Regions from separate parts of the Mus musculus genome. Here regions 1, 2, 4 and 5 are each linked to region 3. A link is a contact called in public targeted proximity ligation data. All regions are on one chromosome and are shown on one strand. The core of a region is the stretch at or near the end of the contact, and the rest is flanking DNA. Distances in the headings are between cores, read along the strand shown. Region 1 overlaps Nsmce2 (NSE2/MMS21 homolog, SMC5-SMC6 complex SUMO ligase). Region 2 has its middle 14 kb from the start of Trib1. Region 3 overlaps Nsmce2 (NSE2/MMS21 homolog, SMC5-SMC6 complex SUMO ligase). Region 4 has its middle 3.7 kb from the start of Gm36677. Region 5 overlaps Nsmce2 (NSE2/MMS21 homolog, SMC5-SMC6 complex SUMO ligase).

Region 1 (2,995 bases), core at 222-2,721, 160 kb after region 3:
TCCGCTATTAAGGTCACAGTAATAGGATTGTATGGTTTGTAGAATTAAATATGCTTAGCTTTGGCCTGCTCTGAGGTTTCCAGTTTTCAAAAAAACATGAGAGAAAGCACTAGCATCAGCGTTGTCTCCATTAAATTAGATAATTTGCAGACTATGCATAGCAGAGTGCTGGCTTTCAGTGCATCATAGCTCGCATTACAGAACAGGTTCTTAGTCTGATTAGACTTTCACTGAATAGTTAAGCTCTTGATAAGAGAATCCAGATGAACAGGTAGTGTTTCGCTGTTGGTTAGTTGGCTGGTTTTGCATTTACTCTTTATCGTGGGAGGCTTGTGCATGCTGTGTTACATACAGGAGTTTAGAAGACAGCATGTAGGGTTCCGTTGTCTCCTCCAAACTTGGAGTCCTATGGTTCAAACATAGTTCACCAAGCTTGGTGCAGGTATCTTTATCTGCTGAACATCTCACCGGTCCTGTTTTTGTCTCAGATCGGGTCTTGCTATGTAATCTTGGCTGACCGGGTACTTTCTGTGTAGCCCACCCTGGCCTCAAACCCACAGCAGTCCTCTTGCCCCCTCACTCTGCCACATGCAGCCACCGTGCCCATTTTAGAAGAATCCCCATGTGCTGGAGAGCAGGCCTCTGCCTGGCCTGTGCCTTCTGTGTTCCTGGTTGGTAAGTAATGGGTGTTCAGGAAGGAGCTGCTTGCTGCACTTGAGCTTGGGTTTCTGTCAAAAGGAGATTGCCTCTTCAGTGAACCCTTGAGTCTTACGAACCAGTCCTTGATTTCAAAATTTCTTTTGAGTTCTCATGAATGTGGTGAGCTACCATGCAGTGTACTTGGAAACAGTCCAGTTTGGTTCTAAAGAGAGAAGGGAAGAGGAAGGGCGGAAGACCATGTCATCTAATTGGTTTGGGACCTTGGAAGAGACAGGATTGTCTGAGGGGAGCACCAGGTGGAGAATCCAGTATCCTACACACTGCTGCCAGCAGCACTTGCTCCTGAGAGGGAACCATACAGGAAACACATCATCCTGTGCCCATGCCAGGCCATCAGAGTCAAAGCCCTAGGAGTAGGGGACCGAGGCGTCTTTGTAGTTTAGTTTGCCAGGTTTAGGGAGCATTGCCACAGCCGTTTTCCAGGCCCAGGAAGAGAAAGCAATTCCCTGAGTCACTCCCAGGGCTAGTCAGTGACCAAGGCCAGCCTTAGGTTCAGAAGACACTCGGCCAGTACAGGGTCTTCCCAGGTTATCCCAGCCCCTGGTTCTCTACTGGCTGAAGAGCAGAGGCAAACGCTTCTCTCTCTGTGCTATCGAGAGCTGCCTGACCTTAAAGGGCCACTGTGGGGTCAAGCTAGTTAAAAGATGTTCTGTTCTGTTCACCGTGTCCTTTACTCACAGTCTGTTCTGCAGACAACTGAAAGGCTGCTAAATTAAGCCATTTTTCAGAGAGGTCTGAGTCATCTAGTGGCAGCTGTCGGTGCCTCGCTGGAGGTGCTTTGATCATTGTTGTCTAAATGCACACATTAGTCCTGGGCAGCAGTGTGTTGTGCTGTGCTAGGGACTTACTGAGATAATGGGCTCAGCCCTTGAGGACATCAAGGAAAGCCAAAGGCTCATGAGTTTCTCTCAGGGCAAGAAAAGGCATGGAAGCCACATATTTTAGCACCAACAATCTAGTCTCTCGGCTAGGAAAAGCTTGAATGTATCCTGCCTGCCCAGTTAATATAGAGAAGGGAAGTACCTCACTCAGATCACATGGGAATTCAGGAGCAGATGGCAGGACACAGCAGAACAGAATTGGTTTCCTCAAGGGAGTTTCCTCTATTCAATCAGGAAGGCTTTCATTAAGAGTTGTCATTTCAAGGACATCTGGAAATGAGGTCTGAGAAGCCAGTCCAAAGCACAGTGACCATGGGCATATGTTTGAGAAGAGTGGTGTACAAAAGAAGAAAAAAAATGCATTAACCTGTTATAAAGCAGTGTGTATAACTGATTTAGAGCACGGGGGTGGGGGGTGGATGGGTGGGGAGGAGTCAGAGTAGGAATCTGAAGAGGCCAGAAGTCACCAAACAGTTGCCAACGACAGCATTCTCATGGGTCTTACTGACATGACTAGGTGGTCGAAAGTGGTTCAGGGGGGTTAAAGTCACTGCCACCATTCCTGAACAGCCATTTCATGCCATGTCTAGCATATTGCATAAAATGTCTTTTTCCTTAGAACAGCTTTTCAGACAGGTGTTTTCCTCCAAGCCAGTGTTCCTGTGCCAGTGAATGCCCACTCAGACTTGGGTGGCTTTCTTAAAAGCACAGGGCGTTCGGGAGACAGAGTTCATACTTGTTGGTTCCTTCCTTGAGGCCTCTCTCAGGGTATTGAGGGGGAATGTTAGGGAGAGCCATAGGAGATCACCGAAAGCTTCTATCTAGGCCTGCAAACAAAAGGGGATAAAATGGTAGCTGTGGGTGGGGTCATACATTTCTGATTAGAAAGAGCAAGAAAATAATGCAAGTTTTTGCCATTGCCTCACCGATGCTTAAGGAAGAACAAATTGACCGGAAGTTACTTACTTGGCAGTGATTGACCTGGTGACATGACCCATCGAGTTAGAAAAAAGGAAGGCTCCTCAAGAAGAAAGATGTCACATAATAAGCTTTACTGGTGAGTTGGAGTGTTTAACGTTGCAATGCCCAACAAAAGATGAAAGGTAAAAGCAGATTAATATGTTGATGTGTCCTCTCAATAGATGATAGCACAGCATCCTGTGACCTAGGGTCTCACAAAATCTGCCACAGGCCTGTGTGCATCGGGCACTGGAATAAGATGGTAGATCACGGATGTGAGAGGATACAGCTAGGAATGGAAAGATCGAAAACTCCGGGAAGCTGTGTGCTATCATGCCAGCCTTGCACTGGAGGGAGAGCAGGGGAATTAAGTCTGGCAGGGCCCAGGGTCCTGTAAGAATGGATCATTAATTTTTTTTAAAGATGAGAAAGGA
Region 2 (2,953 bases), core at 34-2,533, 250 kb after region 3:
GCTTGCACTTAAACACACACACATGGGCACAAATAAATAATACAAAGCACTAGGAAGATGGCTCAGTGGGTTAGAGTGCTTGGTATACAAGCAGGGTTTGACTCCACAGCCCAAACAAACAAACAAACAAACAAACAAACAAACGAGCATAGTGTGCTTTCCCTAACCCCAGCACTGGGGGTGGAGACAAGCAGATCCTGGGCGCTCTATGGCAAGCCAGTATAGCCAAAATGGTAAGCTTTGCGTTTAGTAAGAGACCCTGTCTCAAGACAATAAGGCCAAGAGCATCTTCCTCTGCATGATTGTGCATGGATATATGTACTTGCTTGCTTACATGCATGAACACCCTTTGAACACATGAAAAAGAGAAATAAAATAAAGAGGAGGAGGTGGTGATGGAAGAGAAGGTGGAGGAGAAGGAGGAGAAAACAGGAGCATCAGAAGAAACAATCAATCCTTGCTTGCCTGTGTATTTGTAGCTGCTTATAGATTGTATCAGTTTGTCTCCTCAAGGAGCCAGATGGAGGAAATGTGGTGCTGAGACCCAAGACTGAAAAGAGGCTAGAGCAGAGGTTCTCAACCTGTGGGTCGTGACCCCCTGGGGGAGGGTCGATGACTCACAGGGGTTGTCTAAGACCATGGGAAAACACAGAGATTTACATTATGAATCATAACAGTAACACCGTTGCAGTTATGAAGCAGCAATAAAAATGATTTTATGGTATGGGTTCACAGCAACGCTAGGCTCTGCAGTAAAGGGTGGCAGCATTAGGAAGGCGGAGAACCACTCAGCTAGAGTCTCACATGGTGAGATGTCAGGTCAGGCTTTCAGGTTTGAGAACTCTGCCCTTTTCTGCTTGGTTCTAACTTGCTAGACCAGCAAGACTACATCTTTTCATCTTTTTTTTTTTTGAGCAGCTGATTTTGTTGATGTTTTTCATACTGAGTTCCAGGACACCAGAGGTATACAGTGAGATCCTGTCTAGAAGGAAAATAAAAAATAAAAAAATATAAAAATTTAAAAAAAGGTTTAGTTTACACTTTTCTGGTTTTCAGCCAGGGGATACCAAGACCTGAGGCCCAGAAGTCATAGCCGAGTACAAGCCGCTTCTGGGCTCTCTTGAGGGGGCTAGTTGGTGGGTTGCCATTGGGTTGACCTTGTAGAATGGATCTAGAGACAGATGAGGTGGCACCTCCTTTTGCTTTGTCAGTCAGAGCCTTTCTGCTCCAGTACTTTGGTCTGACCTTTGGATTGGATTGGTGACTACAGCAATGACTCCTCGTGTCCTTTTCTAGTCACGGAGCTCCTGCCCTGGCCCAGTCCTGGGCTTGGTGGCCAGCCCCCTGTGCACACTCATTCTTGCTTCATTAGCTTGCTGGCCAAGGTTGGTGTGACCCAAGAGCAGACTTGCCTTAGCACCAAGAGGAAGGAGTCTGGCCTGGGTATGAGGGCTCAGAGGTCTTTCTCATCGTGACTCTGGCTTGAGGGCTTGCTGTGTTTCTAGGAAGTGATGGCATCACAGAGCACACTCCCAGTTTTAGGACTGAAGAAGGGAGACATATAACTAGAGAAGCCAGCCAAAGCTCAATTTGTGTGTGTGTGTGTGTGTGTGTATGCATGCGTGCATTTTCTCCTCTTTCCTCCCTCCCTCTCTTCCCCCTCTCCCTCCCTCCCTCTCTCCCTCCCTCCCTTCCTCCCTTCCCTCCTTCTTCCTCCCCCTCCTTTCTCCTTTTCTCTCCCTCCTTTCTTCCTTCCTTTCCCCTTCTTCCTTCCCTCCCTCCTCCTCCCCTCTGCCTTCCTCTCTTTTTCCCCCTCTCTCCTCCTTTTTCTTCTTTTCCCTCTCCCTATCCTTCTTTCTCTCTCCCCTCATTCCCACCCCCTCTTTCTCTCATAGTCTGACAGTGTAGCTCAGACCACTGTATCTGTTAGCATTCCTTATATAGTTCTGTCTGGTCTTGAATTCTCAGCATCCTCCTGGCTCAAACCATCAGACCTCTCTGAGTGGCTGTGGCATGGGTGGGGTACTTGACACCCTGACACTGGAAATGAAGAATGTATTTGGTCTTTTGGGTTAGGGAAAGAGTGTGAGTTTCCTGGATCTGTCTCTAGCTACCCCAGGACTTGGAGAAGTCATGCAAAGTATCTGTGCCACAAGTTTGACTGCCTCTCTGGCAGGGCAATGCCTGGGAGGCTATAGGATGGATTTTTGCAGTCCAAGTCTCTGAATGGCAGGCTCAAAATCCAGACAATCCCAAGCAAGGCTAGAAGACAAGCAGACTTGGACTTGAACCCCAGATACATGCTTATTTGTTTTGTGGACTTTAACAGGTTGCAATACTTCTCTGGACCGCCTTTTCCTCACTATAATATGGGTGTGTGGTGATGAGGAAGGCCACTGTCACACTCCCTCTTTCTTTCTTTCTGAGCTCGAAGCTTTGCCAGATCTGAAGTGCTGGTGCTCTTCATTAGCTTGAAAGGATGGCTGTGGTGGGGAGCAGAGCCCATTGGTCGCCATGACCCACAGGTCAGCCATGTAGTATCTCAGGCTTGTCTAACCACATGTAGTCATTAGCACCTTCCTGGTCTCAGAACACACCCCGCCTCTGGCAGAAGATGGAGACTGGGGTCCCCAGCTCTCAGCTTGTGTCTGACTCACAAGCAGACCAGGAAAGTGGGGTTCAGACTCATCATAACCTCAGGTTCTACTGAGGCAGAGAGGCCTGGACTCACAGAGGCTCACAATGTGGGGTGTGCCACCACCCACCTCAAGTTTAGCCTCCTTATCCTTGAGATGGGTAATACGAATTCATAAAGTATTTTCCAAATGGTTAAAAACGTGTGGTTCAATCCGTGTTGCTTATCAGTAGCAGATCACTAAAGCCCAGTGTTCAGTCTACCAAAACTACCCAGTGATAATGTGTCCATGTCAAGTCCATGCTCGGGATGCTGAGG
Region 3 (2,784 bases), core at 41-2,540:
TCTGAATTCTGTGGGTTCGGCTGGTTGCTTTGTAAGTTAATATATACCTGAAACTTTTTAGTTCTGAGGGCAAGATGATTTTAGGATTTGGACTAGTTATATTTGCAGATGAACTATCTACTCTGTAATGGATTTAGTTAAAAATATAGCTGGTTAGTGCTTATGCCAAGCCAGGCTCTTCTTTGAGCACTGTACCTACATGCTAACAACTTTATGAATTTGGTACTATTCTTTATCTTTTTCTTGTTTTAAAAGGTTTGCATTTTATTTTTATGGGTATGAGTATTTGCCTGCATAAATGAGTGTACACTACATGCATTCCTGGTGCTGATGGAGGCCTACGAGGGTATCAGATCTCCTTGATCAGGCGTTATAGGCTTTCCTGAGTTGTCATATGGGTGGTAGGAATCGAACCTTGGTCCCCTGCAAGAATCACAAGTGTTCTTAACCACTCAGCCACCTCTCCAGCCTTCAGTACTATTCTGATACCCATTATAGAGGTGTGGAAACAGTCTTTCCAAAGACTACACAGTCCACAAGAAAGAAATCAAGCAGACTGCCCCTTCAATTATGTGGTGTGCAGCTTCCCACGTCTGGGTTATTATGTGATGGGAGGGCTGTGGGGAGGCAGATGGCAGGAAGGTGGAAAGTCCTCCAGGATTTCTCCTGGACTTTGGGAAGAAACCAGCTGCTGACTGGTTATATCATACACCTGATACTGCACACTTACTTCTAGTGGGAGGCAGTTATAACATGGGCATTCAGTTTTAATTTTACCACACTAATATCTGTGTGGAGGAATAATTACAACTTTGAAGTTCAGTGTAGTGAGAAGTAACCAAGTTTCTATTAAACATTGCTCAAGCACTGAGTAAGTCATTAAATTCAACTCCTGATGAGTGTAGATTGCTTAATATCTGTCTGTCAGGAGACACACAGATAGACAGATAGATGTCACTAGATGTAGGTAATTGGATCTGAGTTTACAGAGAATTCAGGTTTTGGTTTGATTTTGACACAGAAGTTGAGAATATTGTTTATACTGTCATCTGTTTGTATTTCTCAAAAAAAAAGGTAAATGTCTTTTACAGAAAATATGGAAGAATCAAGTTCTCATATAAAGAGATCTGGAAATAACTTATTCCCAGTCTTTAGAAAATAAACTTTTCTGGCTGTGTGTGCCATTTAGTCTAAGGAATTTAAACTAAAGTCAGGCAACCCTTGCCACCATCCTTCTTCTTCGCCAAAATGGTCTGTGTATTTAATGACATTTCGTGTTTATCAGATTCTTCTAAGTGTGTGAGTCATGTTGACTCACAGTCAGCAATCCTTAGCAACACTAAATGTCTGCTTTGTCTTAGCTTGGTAAGTCACTAATAAAATACATGCTGCTGAATTTAATCAACTCCATGTAATTGGTTGTTTCTGTTCAGACATGCTTGTGTGTGGCTTTGTAGAATAGAAAAATTAACCTGATCCCACAGTTTTCTTGTTGTTTGTTTAGAACAAAACTTTAGAAAGCAGCTTGACCCTGGACAAAGCCGTGCAGCTGATTAGATATGCAGGTGGGAAGAATAAGTAGGTGACATTTGTCTTGAGGGTGTGTCTCTCTAGTGTGTGTGTGCACACATGTCCTACTTGTAAAAGTAAAGAGATTTTATGGGTTGATAAGAGCTGGAATACTAGGTCCTCTTCTGGACAGTAGAGAGATGTTAGAGAGGGGACCTTATATCTGAGATCATAGGGAGCTTTCAACAAGGGCACCTCAGAAATCCATGTGAGGTGTAGTGAAGTTCAAGGTCTTTGTATGTGGTTTGCTTGGAGAGACAAGGAGGGCAAAGCCTACATTTTGATGTTTTAGTGAAGGCTGGGCTAGTAAAGGCCTAGAGACTGTGAGTGACTTTCAGCTCTATTTCCCAACCCCCAGAGCTGGACCTCAGGGAAGTTTATTCCATGGGCTGCAGGCACAGCACCCCTGTGGTTAGGGAAGGCCCTGTTTAGAATAAGTAGGTCCAGAAGTGTACCTCTTACCCCCCCTCCCTCACTGACCTGGTTGCCGGTCTGGAATGGCAGTTGGGTTGCTCTGTTGATCATGACCAGGTGGACAAGGATATGCCATGATAAGAACTGCTTCCCCCACCTGCTTCTGCTTTTCAACCAGTGGCTTAGAAAATACTGAACAAACAGGCATGAGTCAACCCTGGATAGTACTGCATCTGAATGGGGAAAATAAATATCTCATGCTCCCATACTGCGCTACATAAAGACAGCATATTGCCATGCTTGTCACCTAGTTCTTAGCCACAAGTTGGAAGTTATTCCTCCTTAAGAGTCCATGTCCATAAAAGCAGCTTACTTGCCTCCTGCCCTCCTTTCTCAGACCAGTCTCTACTTTTGCCACGCTCTTCTACACCGGGACAACTGGCATCAGTGGCTATGGTTTCGCCTTCAACATTCATATTTGTTCCCGCCTCAGCCCATTATCTTCCTCTCATTAAAGCCTATAAATTTTGTTTGAAGTTGGGTTTGATTCTAGCACTAAGTCACCCATTTCTGCTTAATATACCTTCAATGCTCTTTCAGTGCTTCAAAGCAGGGAATAGTAAGAGTTATTGCTGTTGGTGCATTTTAGCATTGAGTAACAGATGACGTGTCTAATGAATAGCGTGGCTGCTGAGATTGCATAATTATAGGTTTGTCTGCCTTTAGGAAAACCATAAGCAGGCCAGCTTCATCCAGTTAGAGACTTCTCCAATTATGTAAGCATGAGAGTATTTCATTCTA
Region 4 (2,881 bases), core at 106-2,605, 200 kb after region 3:
GCTTGATAGAGCCACATAGAGCACAAATATACACAAATAAACACAGCTTCCTAAACATTGTATCCTTTTCTTAAATCTATTTTTTTTCTTTTTCTTTTTCTTTTTTCTCTTTTGGATTTTCCAGACAGGGTTTCTCTGTATAGTCCTGGCTGTTAGAACTCACTTTGTAGACCAGGCTGACCTCGAACTCAGAAATCCACCTGCCTCTGCCTCCCGATTGCTAGGATTAAAGGTGTGCACCACCACGCCTGGCTTATTTTATTTTTAATTAAAATATGATTATGTCATTTCCCTCTCTTTCATCCCTCCAATCCCTCCCATGCCTCCTCAAGTTAATGGCTTCTTTAAAAAAAATATTATTGCATAGATAATAGATAGATAGATAGATAGATAGATAGATAGATGGATTGATTGATAGTCTAACTGAAAAAGCTCAAAAGACTGCAGTGACACACTCCTTTAATCCTACCTAGCACTTGGGAGCCAGAGGAAGGTAGATCTTTAAGAGTTCCAGACCAGTCAAGTCTATAGAGTGAGACCTTTTCTTCGAAGGCAAGGGAGCCAGAATGCGGAGCCGCTGTCCTGTGGTTAGGGGTACTTACTGCTTACAAAGGACCTGGATTTGGCTCCCAGCAACCACAAGGGAGCTCACAACCTGTAATTCCAGATCCAAAGGATCTGACACCCTCTTCTGACCTCTGAGGACACTAGGAACATACACAGTGCCCTTACATATGCAAACAAAGCACACCCATAAAATAAAATAATAATTTTTTGCTGATTTGAGACAGGATCTAGCAGGATCTAACTAGTCTGGAACTCACAGAGATCCATATGCCTCCCTAGTGCTGGAATTAAAAGTAAGTATGTGTAACCACGCCCAGCCACTAAATCTATTTTTTTGAAGATCCTTAGATAAATATGAAATATTGGATATCCCATCTTCTTTTAACTTCTATTTTTGTCTTTTGTTTGTTTGTTTGTTTGTTTTGCTTTAAAAAAATTCCGTATGCATTGAAGGAATCCCTCCCAATTTGATTGATGGATCTCTCTTGGCCAGGTAAGATTTCACTGTATGGCGTGGGCTTGATGGCTCTCTTGAGAGCATCTTTTCCCATCTATCTCCCAGGGCCCAGCCTCGAGTGAGGTCTTGGTGAAGACAACCTTGGTGTCATGCGTGTTGGACGTGTGGAAGCGCAAAGGTGTTATGGTTTGAATGGGAAATGTCTCCTGCGCAGGCCCGAGTTGGAGCACTTGGTTCCCACTCAGTGACAGCGCTTTGGGAGGCTGGCTGGGGGAAGTTTGTATTTTCTGGTTCCCTCCTGTGTTTCCTACTTCCCAATCCAGCCTGGGCGGTAGGAGTCACTGGCACGTGGGCCTGCTTCCTTCCCAGTGTTGTGCTTTCCCGGCCATGGGGGGCAGATACTTCCTGATAAAACTCTCAGCCAGAACAATGCTTTCTTCCCTCGCATCCTTTCTGTCAGAGACGAGAGAAGAAGCTAGTGCTCGGGTTTCATGGAGACCTCCAGTCACCCACCCGCTCAGAGCGAGGCTCAGTTAATATTTGTGTGTGTGTGTGTTGAAGTCTCCAAGACTTTGCTTCCTGACCACCAGTTGTTCAAGAGTCCCCATGAGACTTCTGTCGCCTGTGCCTTATTTGCTTAATTGTTTTGAAAGAGGTTAATTCACTTTTGAAAAGCCTCCTCCTAACTGATAAGACACGTGAAATCACCACAGTTGGTTACTAGGAATACTGGAAGGAACCCCAGGCTTCACGAATGCTAGGTAAGCAATCTACCAAGTTCTAGCTCCAGACAGGCATTTTAAAATGAGACACTTAACATCCTCCTGGCTGTTTGCTGGAGGGTTCTTGCAGGGCTGGGGGCCCAAAACTTCCCTACTCACCAGGGCTCTCCCACAACCCTCCCTCTACGCCCTACCCAGCACTGAAACTAAGAAGTCCCTTGACAGTGCCCCGATTCCAGCAGGAAGTAAGTTTTGGCTAGCCATCAAGCCGTGCTAGACCCCCACCCCCACCCCCACTGCGGCCGGCCAACAGCTCTGACTTCCACAAAGAGTGGTTTGTGCTGACCAATGCATCTGAGTTTCACATGAGAAGTCTGAGCCGGACAAATGCCATGTTGGGGATCCTAGTGTTGCTCGCCCTGGGTCACATCATCAGAGCTCAGTCGAGAGTTCCAGTCAACCTCCTGAACAGTAAACATGAGCTCAACAGCATGTCCCTATCTGTCCCTATCTGCCTGTGTTGAAGCAGGTGACATCCCCTGCCAGCCTTGGGCACTTCACAAGGAGAAGACAGCTTGAGTCCCAGGAGTCCTTGCAGCTACAGATCTATTTCCCCCACCGATCTGTTTGTCTTTGAAGTAGCGTGTGACTTGTAGCGAGCACATGTCAAGGGAGGCTGTATAATGCCAGCCAAGGAAAACAAGCTAAGGGGCGCTGACAGCTGGCTGGCAGCTTATGATTCACCTGAGGACAAACTGAAACCAGGCTCATTTGGAGGGGCTGCCACGGAGGAGGGTGCATGCAAGCCATGGGTGGGCTGTTCCCTGTGGCGCTTGGGGTTGCAACACCACGCTGTAGCTCACTTCAGCTCTATGGAGATGGACACTGCGAAGCAAGGTTTGGGGAAGCAAATTGTTCTTGGAACAGCTGGACATTCAGGGGACGAGTGCCAAGTTCAGTTTCTGACTAGTGGTGACCTAAGCTGGCTTCCATAAGCTTCTCCTCACCCAAGAGCCCTTTAGCTGTGCTTGGAAGAGTGGTCCTCTACTCTGCTTGCCTCTTGGAACTGTATCCAGCCAGGTGGAGTCAAACACCGTACACAGAGAAAGGGCAGAACCTAGGGAGCACAGCTATA
Region 5 (2,748 bases), core at 36-2,535, 130 kb after region 3:
TTGTTATCTACAGTCACTGGCTCAATGAACTTATCATTTTCCTGGACCACTGTTCTATAAGGGTTCTAAAATCAATCAATATCTCTCTCTCTCTCTCTCTCTCTCTCACACACACACACACACTATTAACAGCTGCTTGCTCCATTCTGACTTGTGTGCTTTCCAGCTAAGGTGAGTGTGTGCAGTGCCGTGACTAACGCTGCACTCCTCTCACAGATGCTGTCTAGAGGGGAGCTCTCAAGTCAGCAAAGCCCCGACCTTCCCTCACCCATTCCTCCCCACCACCAGACTCTCGTAGGAGCAATCCTTTCATCTGCCCCTAAGTGACCTCCTTGGGTAGACCATGCCCTGAGTCTGGCAGCTTAGTCTATTTCCTAGTAGAAACTCTTTTTCTCAGTTTAGGGAAATTTTATATTCGCTGTGTCTTGTTCATAAAAGTATTCCTTCCAGAGTGACACACGGTGAAAATGAGGGTGGGATGCCTTAATTAGGAGACTTCGTTGATTGCTTCCAATAAGTAAAGCAATTATGCCATGTATCGGAATATGAATGCAAATGCTTTGTAATATTAACCCTTGATGTGGAAGAAGTAGCCTGGCCTTTGAAGTCAGGTAATTGCAAAACTAATGCTGACTGGATGCCAGGCACTGTTGCAAGCTCCTTTATAAGTTGGTTCACTCACGCTTACCTCAGCCCTCTGAGAGTGTTCTATTAATATGCCCATTTCACAGATAGGAGGAAACCTGGGGTGGGATTAAGAAAGCTGTTGTGAGTGTGGGAACCAGCAGTTGAAATCAAGTGTTCTGTCTGAGTCCGAGCTTCCGATGCTACACTTCAGTCTCCAGGTAGCTCTAGGAGCTACCCTGTCCTCACGGTACTTTGCTCACCCATAAAACTGGGCAAGGCTCTTTGAAGAGTTAAAAGGAGAGCAAACATTGCTCTTGCAGAGGCTCTGGGTTTGGTTCCCGTTGTCAGACATCTCACTCTGTTGTCGCCTGTAACTCCTGCTTAGGGGATCCCCGCCTGCATACCCACACAGGGCTGTGCACAGAATTTAAGATAAATACATTGTTTCTTTCAAATGAATTAAATGGCTTACTATCAAGCATGACCGGGGATTCTTAATGGTGACTCTACACCTAACTCATTTGTGGGTTTCTTTTGTTTCTTGTTTTGGTTTAGACCCCACCCAGAGAACTCGTGATTCATTTCTATACCCCATGGTATGTGGTCTCTTATGACCAATGTAAGATCCCTGTCAGAATTACTTCAGAGTAAGCAGAGTGGCTTTTTAAATGACTCTTGTTGATGACTGTATACCTCATTTCAGTGTTAGTCAGCCAGGACTAAGACAGGACAATGGGAAAGGGCCAGCCTCATAACCTGTAACAGTTGTTCCTGAGATACGTAAGCTGCCGCCCTCGCCCCCTCGCTGCTGAAAGATAGCGTATTTTATAAATAACCGATGCAACTGAAAAGGAACAAATTGGTTCTCCCTCTGTTTGATAGCTCCTCTGTTGACACCCAGTGACCTATCTCAAAAGTAAACCTTTAAAAGACATAGAGTGTTGCCCACAAACATTTTACATTTTTAGGTCCATGAACAGTGGAGCTCAAAAGGGCTTAAATATTCTGACTGATACAGGCTTCTCATCACCAGGTCCCTTACTCAGAGAGGGGGAGGCACTTGTCAGCACACTGCTTTCCAAACGAGAAATGAGCTCCCCAAAAGAACAGTTGCCCCTGCAGTGTTTTATATAATGAGAGTTTGAGATAATTGCTGTGTTGATACTGAAGCACTTTTGATTTATAAAGCAAGCATTCATTTAAGAAAATGTCACATAACTTGAAAATTGTTATCTGAACATATGATTTTAGTTTTCTTTTGCAGGAACTGACTTACTTCAAGGCCATGCCATTTAGATCTCAGGCTAAGCCAAATCAAAGGTGACAAGGCACATTAATGACCTGAGAGGCTGGGCTATCTCACAGGGTGGCACTATCCCATTCGACAGTCATTTATTGAGTGCTTACAAGACACTGTGATTCACATGTTCAAAGGACACTGTCCCAACACTTAAGTACATGACAGAGGGAGGCAGTGACATTCAGCTGCTGTTAACGGTGGAGGAAAATATGAGTATGCAGGAGGGGCCCTGGACCGAGCCAGGAGTAGAACAGGGGAGGGGATAGGGCTGAGCTACAAAGCTTCCTGTAGGACGGACAGCTAGAGTGATTCCTAGAGGACAGGTTACTGTAGGTGGAAGAACCTTCCAGCTGGTCACTTGTGGACAGTGTAAACATCCTGCCTAACCAACATCACCTTGGCTACAGGGAAGGCCTGATGGTCATCTGATGGCTTCAGTCTTAGATGATCTACTGGCTTCAGTCTTAGATGACCTACTGGCTTAAGTCTTAGATGACCTACTGACTTCAGTCTTAGATGGCCTACTGGCATCAGGTCGTAACATTATTTGAACATTTTTAAAAGTCATTTTTGTCTCACAATGATTAGCTAGGCTCAGAAGCGCAAAGGAATAAGATATTTGGGACTTGCCTTTTTGCCTCTGGTTTGTGTCACCTACTCTCCTCCATTTACCACTTGACAGGGTTACATAGGAACAAGCAACACCCTCAGCAGTTAGGCCACTGGGAAAGAGAAGCCCGTGCCACCAGCCACAGTAAACCTTATCCCCAGTGTCACTGGAATTGATGCCACTCTGACCAGTGGATCCTGGTGACCATGTC

The links.
Region 1: a targeted proximity ligation map of pancreatic cancer cells shows a contact between it and region 3. A contact is called at or near these places in 6 of 484 Hi-C or Micro-C datasets (the C2C12 cell line, the N1E-115 cell line, adipose-derived mesenchymal stem cells and 3 more), 4 of 130 datasets of targeted methods (embryonic fibroblasts, embryonic stem cells, fibro-adipogenic progenitors and 1 more) and 1 of 9 other capture datasets (embryonic stem cells).
Region 2: a targeted proximity ligation map of pancreatic cancer cells shows a contact between it and region 3. A contact is called at or near these places in 10 of 39 promoter capture datasets (the C10 cell line, the HPC-7 cell line, HPC-7-derived erythroid cells and 8 more), 9 of 484 Hi-C or Micro-C datasets (bone marrow-derived macrophages, colorectal tumor organoids, dorsal root ganglion neurons and 6 more), 17 of 130 datasets of targeted methods (the HPC-7 cell line, craniofacial prominence, double positive thymocytes and 12 more) and 1 of 9 other capture datasets (embryonic stem cells).
Region 4: a contact with region 3 is called in a targeted proximity ligation map of bone marrow-derived macrophages, with 4 times the contacts expected there. A contact is called at or near these places in 2 of 484 Hi-C or Micro-C datasets (Th1 cells and bone marrow-derived macrophages), 14 of 130 datasets of targeted methods (CD8 T cells, Th17 cells, bone marrow-derived macrophages and 8 more) and 1 of 9 other capture datasets (embryonic stem cells).
Region 5: a contact with region 3 is called in a targeted proximity ligation map of pancreatic cancer cells. A contact is called at or near these places in 15 of 484 Hi-C or Micro-C datasets (the 3T3-L1 cell line, the C2C12 cell line, LSK cells and 12 more), 5 of 130 datasets of targeted methods (the HPC-7 cell line, embryonic fibroblasts, embryonic stem cells and 2 more) and 1 of 9 other capture datasets (embryonic stem cells).

The regions. Positions count from the first base shown.
Region 1 is chr15:59,566,235-59,569,229 of GRCm38.p6, forward strand. The region is part of intron 4 of Nsmce2 (NSE2/MMS21 homolog, SMC5-SMC6 complex SUMO ligase); the gene reads left to right. Among named protein-coding and RNA genes, the nearest start is that of Gm36677, 50 kb to the right of the region's middle.
Region 2 is chr15:59,661,393-59,664,345 of GRCm38.p6, forward strand. No RefSeq gene overlaps it. Among named protein-coding and RNA genes, the nearest start is that of Trib1, 14 kb to the left of the region's middle.
Region 3 is chr15:59,410,736-59,413,519 of GRCm38.p6, forward strand. The region is part of intron 2 of Nsmce2 (NSE2/MMS21 homolog, SMC5-SMC6 complex SUMO ligase); the gene reads left to right. Among named protein-coding and RNA genes, the nearest start is that of Nsmce2, 38 kb to the left of the region's middle.
Region 4 is chr15:59,613,051-59,615,931 of GRCm38.p6, forward strand. No RefSeq gene overlaps it. Among named protein-coding and RNA genes, the nearest start is that of Gm36677, 3.7 kb to the right of the region's middle.
Region 5 is chr15:59,539,971-59,542,718 of GRCm38.p6, forward strand. The region is part of intron 4 of Nsmce2 (NSE2/MMS21 homolog, SMC5-SMC6 complex SUMO ligase); the gene reads left to right. Among named protein-coding and RNA genes, the nearest start is that of Gm36677, 77 kb to the right of the region's middle.